Linked DNA regions of Ovis aries: region 2 is linked to region 1. A link is a contact called in public Hi-C data. All regions are on one chromosome and are shown on one strand. Each heading gives the region's core, a stretch centred on a gene start, on an enhancer-like site or on the middle of the called end of the contact. The rest is flanking DNA. Distances are from core to core; before and after follow the strand shown.

What was found. A called contact is a pair of places that touch in the nucleus more often than the background predicts.
Region 2: a Hi-C map of blood shows a contact between it and region 1, with 3 times the contacts expected there. The contact joins the enhancer-like site here to the promoter of RFFL in region 1. A contact is called at or near these places in 7 of 16 Hi-C or Micro-C datasets (blood, hypothalamus, mixed tissues and 1 more).

What each region holds. Positions count from the first base shown.
Region 1 is chr11:14,713,974-14,719,728 of ARS-UI_Ramb_v3.0, reverse strand. RFFL (ring finger and FYVE like domain containing E3 ubiquitin protein ligase) reads right to left here and starts at 2,184. Exons shown (of 8, transcript XM_042255416.1): 1 at 2,004-2,184; 2 at 997-1,178.
Region 2 is chr11:14,771,384-14,776,973 of ARS-UI_Ramb_v3.0, reverse strand. It overlaps RFFL (ring finger and FYVE like domain containing E3 ubiquitin protein ligase), which reads right to left. Exons shown (of 8, transcript XM_042255416.1): 3 at 4,968-5,155. The coding sequence starts at 5,147. Among named protein-coding and RNA genes, the nearest start is that of LIG3, 41 kb to the left of the region's middle. Within about 2 kb of position 3,578, at least 4 of the 54 cell types and tissues checked have an H3K27ac peak or open chromatin away from gene starts, as enhancers often do.

The DNA.
Region 1 (5,755 bases), core at 935-3,434:
TAAAACAACAGCAGTATTTATTAAAGGTTCTAAGAATTAAAAATTGAGGTGGAATTAGTTTCCTTAACACTCCTTGGGTTTACGAGGGTGTTTTCAGAAAGTTCTAGGCACAACACATTTTGTGTACTAAACATCACAATGGACAGGTAATTAGGGAAGAAACTGTACCCGTTCTTTGTTATTGCTGCTGTTTGTCTTTTTAAATGTTGGTCACTGAAAATGGTTTTTCCACTGCTGTCTTAAGATAGTGCTAAGCAGAGTGGTATCAACTGGCTTAGTCATGATAAAATTTTGAAAACAAATTAATTTCTAATCTTTTTGAGAACAGCTCTCTTTTTGTGTATGCTATTTCAGCAATGGGTTAAATTAAGTCAATTTCAAAGATTTACAATCCCTGACCCCAAGGTAAACAGTCTGGATAACAGCTGTCTCCCTGATCAATATGGAAGTTTCTAGTGGGCTGATCTTCCTAAACAGACATTAAAATGTGTGTGTGTGTCCAAGATTACATGGAAACCTTCTTCATGCACAATCAAGTTATTACAGTTAGGCTTTGCCACATCAAACTGTAATTGTCATACCCAATTTTCAAACTTAAGAAAATAACACCTCTAAATAAACTGTAATTTATGACTTGTACTCTGAAATCCGGAATTATCAGGAAATACGCTATAGAGTTTCAGAAATGCTTGCCATCATCTATTTCCTTGAATGTGAGGCAAAACAATCAAGAAAAAAGGATAAAGAAGTCGTCAAACCTGAAATCCCCTGAACTAGCTCCCAACCCTAGAATTCCAAACAAACTCGGCCAGCACCGTGTCCCCTGCCTGCTTCCATTCCTAGAAAAATGTGCCCGTCAGTGGACAACCTTGGCCACACTATCTTGAACCGTCACTGAGAAAACAACTACTCCCCACACAGTTGCAGCCAACAGGGGGTGACAGGAGGTGTCTGCCCTCCAAACCATGTGTAAAACGGAATGGGCAAGAAACTTACTTTCTTAGAAGGCCACATAACACCTGGGGATGTTTGTTCCTTAATTTCTGGTGGCCTTTAGCCAGGGAGCAAAGTGACAGTTGTGGGTGAAGCCCTCTATCAGAGCTAACAGTTATTCTTCCCTGGGGTAGACGGGGAGGAGCATAGTGCACTCTTCCTTGATTACACAGGCAGTTTTTCCCCTAGAACAAGTGACAGGCCAACAGAAAGGAAAAAGTACACTGTTGTTTCTATCTTCAGCCAGCCTGACATCAAGCTCTGAGCAGACAGAAGCCTGCGAGGCTGTGGCTCCCCGGGGCCAGCACTCTTCCCCATGTCTGGTCAAATGTCTCGTGGGCAACCCAGCTGAAGAGGCCCCACCGTTCCTCTCTGTCTTGGCCACTGGCGGCCTCATACAGGTTACCTCAGGGGAACAGAAGCCAACTTCCACCAGTGGCCCCTAGGTGGGGAGGGGGGCACGTGGGTGGGAGAAGCATATCCCCAAACTTCTCCATCGAGCCTCCGAACTCCAGCCTCCACCTTCTTCCGAGAAGCCCGCGGGGCTCCTGCCCTGGAAAGTAGGGTCAGGCTAGCTGCTGAACGCAGGCCGCCGCGCGCACCTGCCTCAGTTTCCTCTGCTTCAAAAGCCGCATCTTTCCCCCCAACCCCCACAAGTCAACTGAACCTCCCGATCGGGGAGGGCGTTTGGAAATATATGATAACACACGTCTCCCGTTAGTGCCCCCACAGGTGAAGTGCTTCCGTGAGGGGCACTTTTTAATGGGACAGGTGCGGGCTACCTTGAATGCGCAGACTTTTCAGCGACGGAGGGCTTCCCCTCATTCCCTGTGGGCAGCGAGCGTCTCAGGCCGCGCCCCGCACAGAGGAGGCGCCCCCGCCCCCACCCAGGACCACAGCCTGGCGAGACCCCGAGGCCGAGCAGCGCTCCCCGACTCCGGACTCCCCCAGAAGCCCAGCCTAGGCCGGGCGCCCCGCGGACGCCAGCGCGGGCGCCGCTGCCTCCTCACCTGTCGCGGCCGCCTGCCCGGCCCCGCACCTGGGAGGGGAAGGGGAGGGGAGGGGAGGGGCCGGATCCGGGCCGCGGGCGCCTCAGGCAGGGGCGCTGCGGGCTGCGCCGCGGCGGCGTCTCTGGGGCTGAGGGGCGCCGGGGGGCGGTCGCCACATCCTCGCGGGCGGCCCCAGGAAGTTGGCCCCCCCCGCCGCCCCTCAGCCATCCCCAGCCGCCGGGGCCGGTCGCTCCCGCCCCTCGCGCAGGCCCCGCCCCTCGCGCAGGCCCCGCCCCCGGAGCGGCCCCGCCCCCTCGGGAGCGCGCCGCCGCCTCTCCTGCCGCGCCCGAGCCACCATAGAGAGGCGAGAGGCGCGGGGCAGACCAGAGGGCGGCCTCCGCGCGCGCGCGCGCGCCCCCTGGCGGAGCCCCGGGCCGCGGGCGGCCGACCCCGGCCCAGGAGCCTAAGCGCATGTGTGTGGCGACGCTACTCCGCTGTCGGGGCATCTGCTGCTTCCAAGTCGACGCGGGTCACCGCACTCTGCGCGGGGAGCTGAAGGGTCCAAACCGTGGTCCAGCTTCGAGAGCCTAAGCCCTGTAACATCTCAGAACTCGTTTCAAAAGAAAATTTTAAAAGTTGCCTCACTTCCATATCCCATTGTTCCTCACCACAACGGCTATCAGCAGGTGATGGCTCCCCCAAGCTACAATGAAAGAAACCCAGGCCCATCGAGGTTCGCTATCTAATTCAAGGTCGCATGGTTGGGAGGTATTAGAAGCCAGGTCTGAAGGACATCAAAACCCGTGTTTGTCCCATGCACTCTATGGCACCTCCCTCTCAAGCATTTCCCAGTCTAAGGGCAAAGAGTTAGCTAATTTCACCTTAAGAAAGTGAGGAAACTCCTCAGAGGGAGGCCCTGGTAGAATGAAGACTCTGTAGGGAGGAACCCACCCCAGCCGTTCATCATCAGCTGGGTACCTTTCAGCAGGTACTTAACATTTCTGAACTCTCCTTGCCTCATCCCTGAAGAAATTGGTACTGTTGGTGTGAGGCAGGTTGTTATGAGGATTAAATAAACCAATACATATATTCAGAAGTGCTTAGCAAACTATTAAGGGGGCTTCCCTGGTGGCTTGGTGGTAAAGAATTTTGCCTGCCAATGCAGGTTGGTGAGTTCCATTCTCGGGTCTGGAAGATCCCCTGGAGAAGGAAATGGCAGCCCACTCCAGTATTCTTGCCTGGATAATCCCGTGGACAGAGGAGACTGGTGGGCTACAGTCTGTGGGGTCGCAAAGCACAACTGAACAGTTGAGCATACACACAGTAAACCATTAATACAAAGCACTAGAGTTGCACGGAGAATTGTTACCCAAGGTGGACTAATTTTCTTATGCCTAAGTTTCCTATGGAGACCTCTCAGGGTTGTCCTAAACAATTTGTATTTTAACATAAGTAATATCACAAAGAAAACTAGAGTAAAATGATATCATTTATACATGCAGACTCTGTCACTTTACAAGTATTATTTCCAGTTTTTACAACCCAGCAGACTGAGTACTATTATTCCCACGTTTGTTTTTTTTTTTTCAATATTTGTTTATTTGGCCGCAACGGGTCTTAGTTGTGGCATGTAAACTCTATAAATTGTGCAGCATGTGGGATCTAGTTTCTTGACCAAGGATCGAACCCCAATTCCCTGTACTGGAAGTGAAGAGTCCTAGTCACTGGGCCATCAGGGAAGTCCGTCAGTCAGTTCAGCTCAGTTGCTCAGTCATATCCGACTCTGTGACCCCATGAACCGCAGCACGGCAGGCCTCCCTGTCCATCACCACCTCCCGAGCTTACCCAAACCCATGTCCATCGAGTCGGTGATGCCATCTAACCATCTCATCCTCTGTCGTCCCCTTCTTCTCAATCTTTTCCAGCATCAGGGTCTTTTCGAACAAGTCTGCATCAGGTGGCCAAAGTATTGGAGTTTTAGCTTCAACATCAGTCCTTCCAATGAACACCTAGGACTGATCTCCTTTAAGATGGACTGGTTGGATCTCCTTGCAGTCCAAGGGACTCTCAAGAGTCTTCTCCAACACCACAGTTCAAAAGCATCAATTCTTCAGCGCATCAATTCTTCAGCGCTCAGTCTTCTTTATAGTCCAACTCTCACATCCATACATAACCACTGGAAAAACCATAGCCTTGACTAGACAGATCTTTGTTGACAAAGTAATGTCTCTGCTTTTTAATATGCTGTCTAGGTTGGTCATAACTTTTCTTCCAAGGAGTAAGCATCTTTTAATTTCATGGCTGCAGTCACCATCTACAGCAATCTTGGAGCCCAGAAAAATAAAGTCAGCCACTGCTTCCACTGTTTCCTCATCTGTTTGCCATGAAGTGATGGGACTGGATGCCATGATCTTAGTTGTCTGAATGTTGAGCTTTAAGCCAACTTTTTTACTCTCCTCTTTCACTTTCACCAAGAGGCTCTTTAGTTCCTCTTCACTTTCTGCCATAAGGGTGTTGTCATCTGCATGTTTGAGGTTATTGATATTTCTACCAGCAATCTTGATTCCAGCTTGTGCTTCCTCCAGCCCAGCTCAGTCTTAGTCAGTGTTTCTCCTGATATACTCTGTATATAAGTTAAATAAGCAGGGTGACAATATACAGCCTTGAGGTACTCCTTTTCCTAGTTGGAACCAGTCTGTTGTTCCATGTCCAGTTCTAACTGTTGCTTCCTAACCTGCATACAGATTTCTCAAGAGCAAGGTCAGGTGGTCTGGTATCCCCATCTCTCTCAGAATTTTCCAGTTTGTTGTGATCCACACAGTCAAAGGCTTTGGCATAGTCAATAAAGCAGAGATAGATGTTTTTCTGGAACTCTCTTGCTTTTTTGATGATCCAGCAGATGTTGGCAATTTGATCTCTGGTTCCTCCACCTTTTCTAAAATCAGCTTGAACATCTGGAAGTTCATGGTTCACGTATTGCTGAAGCCTGGCTTGGAGAATTTTAAGCATTACTTTACTAGAGTGTGAAGTGAAGTGAAGTTGCTCAGTCGTGTCTGATTCTTTGCAACCCCATGGACTGTAGCCTACCAGGCTCCTCAGTCCACGGAATTTTGCATGTGAGATGAGTGCAATTGTGCGGTAGTTTGAGCATTCTTTGGCATTGCCTTTCTTTGGGATTGGAATGAAAACTGACCTTTTCCAGTCCTGTGGCCACTGCTGAGTTTTCCAAATTTGCTGGCATATTGAGTGCAGCACTTTCATAGCATCATCTTTCAGGATTTGAAATAGCTCAACTGGAATCCCATCACCTCCACTAGCTTTGTTCGTAATGATGCTTCCTAAGGTCTACTTGACTTCACATTCCAGGATGTCCGGCTCTAGGTGAGTGATCACACCATCATGATTATCTGAGTCCTGAAGATCTTTTTTGTACAGTTCTTCTGTGTATTCTTGCCACCTCTTTTTAATATCTTCTGCTTCTGTTAGGTCCCTATCATTTCTGTCCTTTATTGAGCCCAACTTTGCATGAAATGTTTCCTTGGTATCTCTAATTTTCTTGAAGAGATCTCTAGTCTTTCCCATTCTATTGTTTTCCCTATTTCTTTGCATTGATCGCTGAGGAAGGCTTTCTTATCTCTCCTTGCTATTCTTTGGAACTCTGCATTCAAATGGGTATATCTTTCCTTTTCTCCTTTGCTTTTTGCTTCCCTTCTTTTCACAGCTATTTGTAAGGTCTCCTCAGACAGCCATTTTGCTTTTTTGCATTTCTTTTT
Region 2 (5,590 bases), core at 2,329-4,828, 56 kb before region 1:
ACCATCTTTTACCTTCCAACTGGAACTTCCTTTCCCCCTACAGAAGCTCTTCTTGGGACTTGCCTGTTGGTCCAGGGGTTGAGAATCTGCCTGCCAATGCAGGAGACACGAGTTCGATCCTTGCTCCAGGAAGATTCCACATGCAGTGAAGCATCTACTGAGCCCACGTGCTGCCAACTACTGAGGCCGCACTCCAGAGTCTGTGCTCCGCAACAAGAGGAGCCCAAGCAACGCAACCAGAGTAGGTAGCCCCCACTCGCCACAACTAAAGAAAGCCCAATCGCAGCTGCAAAGACCAGTACAACTAAAAATAAGCAATTACTTTTTTAAATAAAACTTCTTGGTACAGAAGCTTTCCTCCCGCCTCCTCACACAGCTGCGCCTTTGCCCTCCTCTTCCTGTCAGCCTTCGAGCTCCCTACTGTGGAGGGATGACTCTCTTCATCTTTACCTTTCCACCCCAGGCAACACCTAACACACCGTAGATACTGAATAATCTATTTTTCACTAAATAAGGGAAAAATTACTTTATTTTTTAATTTTGGCCACGCCAGGCAGCTTGCAGGATCTTAGTTCACCGACTTGGGCTCAAACCCACACCCCCTGCAGTGGAAGCGCAAAGTCTTAACCGCTGAGCCACCAGAGAAGTCCCTGGAGTTCCTTAGTTTACTCAGTGTCATGCCTTATTTTAGTCAGACTGATACCCTGCCTTCTTCAGTTCGACCTTCTCCTCCTCCATTTCATCCGTCTTCGTCAGTGGCGTGCCCTTGTATCTTAGTAGCTAAAGTGCCTTTGTGTCTGAGTCTCTTCTTTTTCATCTGTAAAATGGGTTGACAACCACTCCTTCACAGGGTTCTGGCACAAAGAGCTGATCACCAGATAGAAGCTGCCTGGATCGGTCTCGGCCTCCCCCAGACCAGGCTCTAGTAACTTCCCGCTGGTGTGCAAGAGCTGCCTTAGCGCCTCTCCTACGGCTCCAGCAAACCTCCCTCCTCGTGAAGCCATGTCCGCTCCCTGAAACAGGGTCAGCCAGGTCGCTGCTTTGTTCAGAACCCTTCAGTGCCTCCTTGTGGCCTGGTGGCTACAGGCTCCTTACTGCAGAAGCCCTGGTCCTTTACTACCGAGGCCATCTTTGCTGCCCTCACTCCCCAGTCCCCTGCACCCTGGAACAGGCCACGCACTCTTCCCAGGTCCAGCCTGCATCTGCTCCACCTCTAGTGCTTTTACCTCGGCCACTGCTTTGCCAATCAACAAGCTTCCTTCGTGGCTAGAATGATCCATTTACCAACAGTGCCTGGTGCCCTAATACTTAACTTATACAACTGACTCTCGTTAGTTCTTTGTAAATGGGGGCCTCCTTAACCAGACAGTAAGCTCCCCAGGGGAACGCCCTATGTCTTGGCCCTCTCTCCACAAAAGCGTGACCTCTAGCAGCTAGCACGCTGCTGGGACAGAACCGGGCCCTCAGTGAAACTCTTCAGCGTGGAAATGCCAGCCGTAGAGTGAAAGCAGACACTCTCTGATCTACTTCCTCTTTTGCAAATTCTTCTCAACAGTCCAGTCATTCATTCATTCATTTGAAAAACTGTATTGCCCACCTACCATATCAGTCTAGATAGACACTGGGAAAAACTTGTGGACAAAACCGGCAGAATCCCTTACTCTGTGTATCATCTGAGAAGACAGGCAGTCCACAAACACATGTATGCTGGGTGGTGAAAACCGCTATGAAGAAAATAAAGCACCTTCCCACCCCCACTCAACCATCCCTCTTTCTTCTGGGGCCGGTCCCCTCATCCATCCACTTTCTCTCTTCTGGCTGACCAACGTCAAAAACATGCTAGATCTCCTGATTCTCCCAAGTTTGTTTGTTTGTTTTTTTAATTGGAGGATAGTTACTTTACAATATTGTGACTGTTTTTACCGTACCTCAGTATGAATCAGCCATAGGCATACATTTGTCTCTCTATCCTGTACCCCACCCTTCTACACCCCAACCCTCCAGGTTGTCACAGAGCACCAGCTTTGGCCGCCCTGAGTCACGCGTCAAACTCCCAATGGTGACCTGTTTTACATATGGTAATGTATGTTTCAATGCTATTCTCTCAGATAAGTTCCCAAGTTATCACCACTTATCTGTGCTTTCTCTCCATTTCCACTCCAGAGAATAACTGACCTTAAAAAAAAAGCTGCAAATTCACGCTGCTGCTTTTTTTTTTGGTCTGTGTTGTATGGCTTGCAGGATCTTAGTTCCCCAACCAGGGAGTGAATGAACAGAGAAAGTGCAGAGTCCTAACCGCTGCACCACCAGGGAATTTCCCATGCTGCTTCATTCAGACAAGGGTTTTCCACATTCCTTTCCTGCCAGTTACTCTGCCACTTCTGCTGGTCGTTCCTAGCACTGCTCACAACGTAGCGATGAAAACAGCACAAGCTCTGGCCATCTAACAGACTTCTGATGTGCTGAACGACTGCTTTAGATAAGGAGGACAATTTCTTCTTCTGTTAAATGGGAAGACACAACAGTAGCATAACGTCACGGGGTGGTGTAAGGATGCAGGGACACCACGCATCTGAAATGCCTAGCTTGGTGCCAGGCACGTGAACAGGACCCCACGGCCCTCCTTCCATCACCTCCGATGCTCAGTCCACCCACAGTCTCCACCCCCAGCAGCACTGAGACCGCATGGCCCCGAGTTCCCCCTGCTCTCCACCTCAGTCTCCATTTTCGGACTGAACCCCTCAGTCCACGTGTACGAGGAGGGGCGCCCCTGCCCACGGAGCCACAGCCACCTGGCTTTGGCAGCCTCTCCCGCCAAGTTCTCAGTGACCGGGGTAGCCACGCAAATGGCAACAGAGCCTGGCTGTGTGCTCCCTTCCCTGCATGGCAGTGAGGCACAGGCGAAATATGACCAACGAGGCAAGCTGCCCATCCTCCACCGTCTTACAGGTACAGAGGGGTGGCTGGCCAGCACTGCGAGCTGCACAAAGTCTGACATGCTGTCTTCGGCGGGAGGACTTGAGAGTCAGAGACATATGTTTGCATCCTGGCTCTGCCTTTTAATAACCACACAGTTGTGGGGCGCTACCTAAGCAGAGGGGAAAGAATGAGTATTTTCATGTCTAGGAAGCTATTTGTCAGGAACTTGACAGATACAGTTTCCTTTTACTGTTAAACTTTAAGCCTTAGTTTCTCATATGTAAAGTGGGAGGTCAGGGCCCCTGAAACCTACATCAGAGAACGTCCCTGGGGGTCCAATGGTTAAGACTCTGCGCTTCCAATGCAGCAAGTGCAGATTCAATCCTCAGGTGGGGAATTAATATCCCAAATGCCATGTGGCATGGCAAAAAGAAACCCGAAACAAAAAATCTACATCATAGAGGTACTGCGAGGATTAAGTGAAACCAAAACTCTACAAATCACTTAAAATAGTCCCTGGCCCACAGCAGATGGTTTAGAAAGTATTTTTTCTTCTCAAAGTTCCCATTATCGTCACTGGAACATCACATTCTGGGCTGCACACTTCTCATTCTGTAGAGTTCTCTCCCAGGTCAGGGCTCACCTTCTGCCCCCCGGTACGCTTGCCCAGACAGAGGGGAAGCCCACACCTACGCACACCACTGGCCTGGCCAGCAATTTCACTTCCTGCCCCTACTCTGGAAACCGCAATCATGCATTTTAAATAACATGGCTACAGTAAATAAATAAGCTCCAGTCTTCACCTTGTCAGGGTCCTGGTGTATCTGAGATGTCCCTGCACTGCCTTCAATTAAAAGAACAAGTTCATCTAGAGTCAGGCTTTTTACGATGGCAGCTAATGAAGAAAACAGCAAGTGCCTGCTGCACCCCAAGCATCGCGCCGGGCCCCCTGAACAGCTTAGCTCACTTTATTCCCAGGACACTGAGATGTGATTTACATACAACTATGATATCCCCACTTCACAGTTGGGAAATGAATCTCAAGAGGTGAAGTCATACAGCTAGGAAGTGGCCGAGCTGCTATCTGAATTCAGATCTGCTGCTGCTGCTGCTAAGTCACTTCAGTCATGTCCAACTCTTCGCAACCCCATGGACTGCAGCCTACCAGGCTCCTCCGTCCATGGGATTTTCCAGGCAAGTGTACTGGAGTGGGGTGCCATCGCCTTCTCCGGAATTCAGATCAGCTGTGTCCAAATCTCTGCCGAGCTGCTTTGCTTTTGCTTGGTTAGTTTTTTGGGGGGCATTTAGCCATACCTTACTCTTGCCTGGAAAATCCCATGGACGGAGGAGCCTGGTAGGCTGCAGTCCATGGGGTCGCTAAGAGTCAGACATGACTTCACTTTGACTTTTCACTTTCATGCACTGGAGAAGGAAATGGCAACCCACTCCAGTATTCTTGCCTAGAGAATCCCAGGGATGGGGGAGCCTGGTGGGCTGCCGTCTTTGGCGTCGCACAGTCGGACACAACTGAAGCGACTTAGCAGCAGCAGCAGCAGCAGCCATACCTTGCAGCATGTTGGATCTTAGTTCCAACTCTTTGCAAGTTTCAACTTAGCTCCAACTCATTTTGGATCTTAGTGCTGACTCTGCAACCCCAAGGACTATACAGTCCATGGAATTCTCCAGGCCAGAATACTGGGGTAGGCAGCTATTCACTTCTCCAGGGGATCTTCACAACCCAGGGATCGAACACAGGTCTCCCACATTGCAGGCGGGTTCTTTACCAGCTGAGCCACCAGCCAGGGAAGCCCTTAGTGCCCCAACCAGGCATCAAACCCATGCCCCCTGCACTGGAAGCACACAGTCTTCACCACCAGACCTCTAGGGAAGCCCTCTGCTTAGTTAGTTCTAATACTCGTGTGGAAGGATGGGTCAGGTCTGGGTTGCCAGCTCTGCACCGCCAAAGGAAGGGCAGGCATCAAGGAGGGGAGTCCTGCCCGAGGACCCATGGCTACAGTGGCTGAGCAGGCCCAGAAGTCGACACTCACCTTCCTGGCCATGCTTGCGAAGTGGGCCCCACAGGCCTTGCAGCTTGGTTCTGAGCCCGTGGGAGAAGGGAAGGAGCTGTACCCAGGGTTGGAATAGGCCTGTGTCCTGGCTCCCTGGGGCGGTGGGGCCTCCTCAGGCTGTCCATCCAGGCAAAACCAGTTGCAGCAGGCTGCCCACATGATAAGATCTGATATGAGGGAGAGAAGGGAGAAAGGTCAGAATTAAAAAGACACACCTCGACTGGGTTCCCACCCCCAAGGGCACAGGTGAAGGGCCATATAGGTCTATACCTGCCGCCAGAGGCAAGGTGAGGACGGGCTTTCAGGGGCCACATCAGCACCTCCCCTCAGCTGCCCTTCCAGTAAAGGCACACACAGACAGCTGACCCGCCAGGACAGGCCAGCTCAAGCGGCCGAGCCAACCTGCTACCTTTGAAAGGGTGCTGATGTCTCTTTGGGTTTCATCTGAGATCTTTACTTCAAATAACATCTTTTGTCTTAGCGATTACACGTGGCCTGACAGCTCTGTCATTCAAGAACATAACCTTGCCCCTAGAGCTCAGACAGAAAGAACTCTATCCTGCATTTCCACACTCAGACTGACATGAGGCGGAGGGATCAGT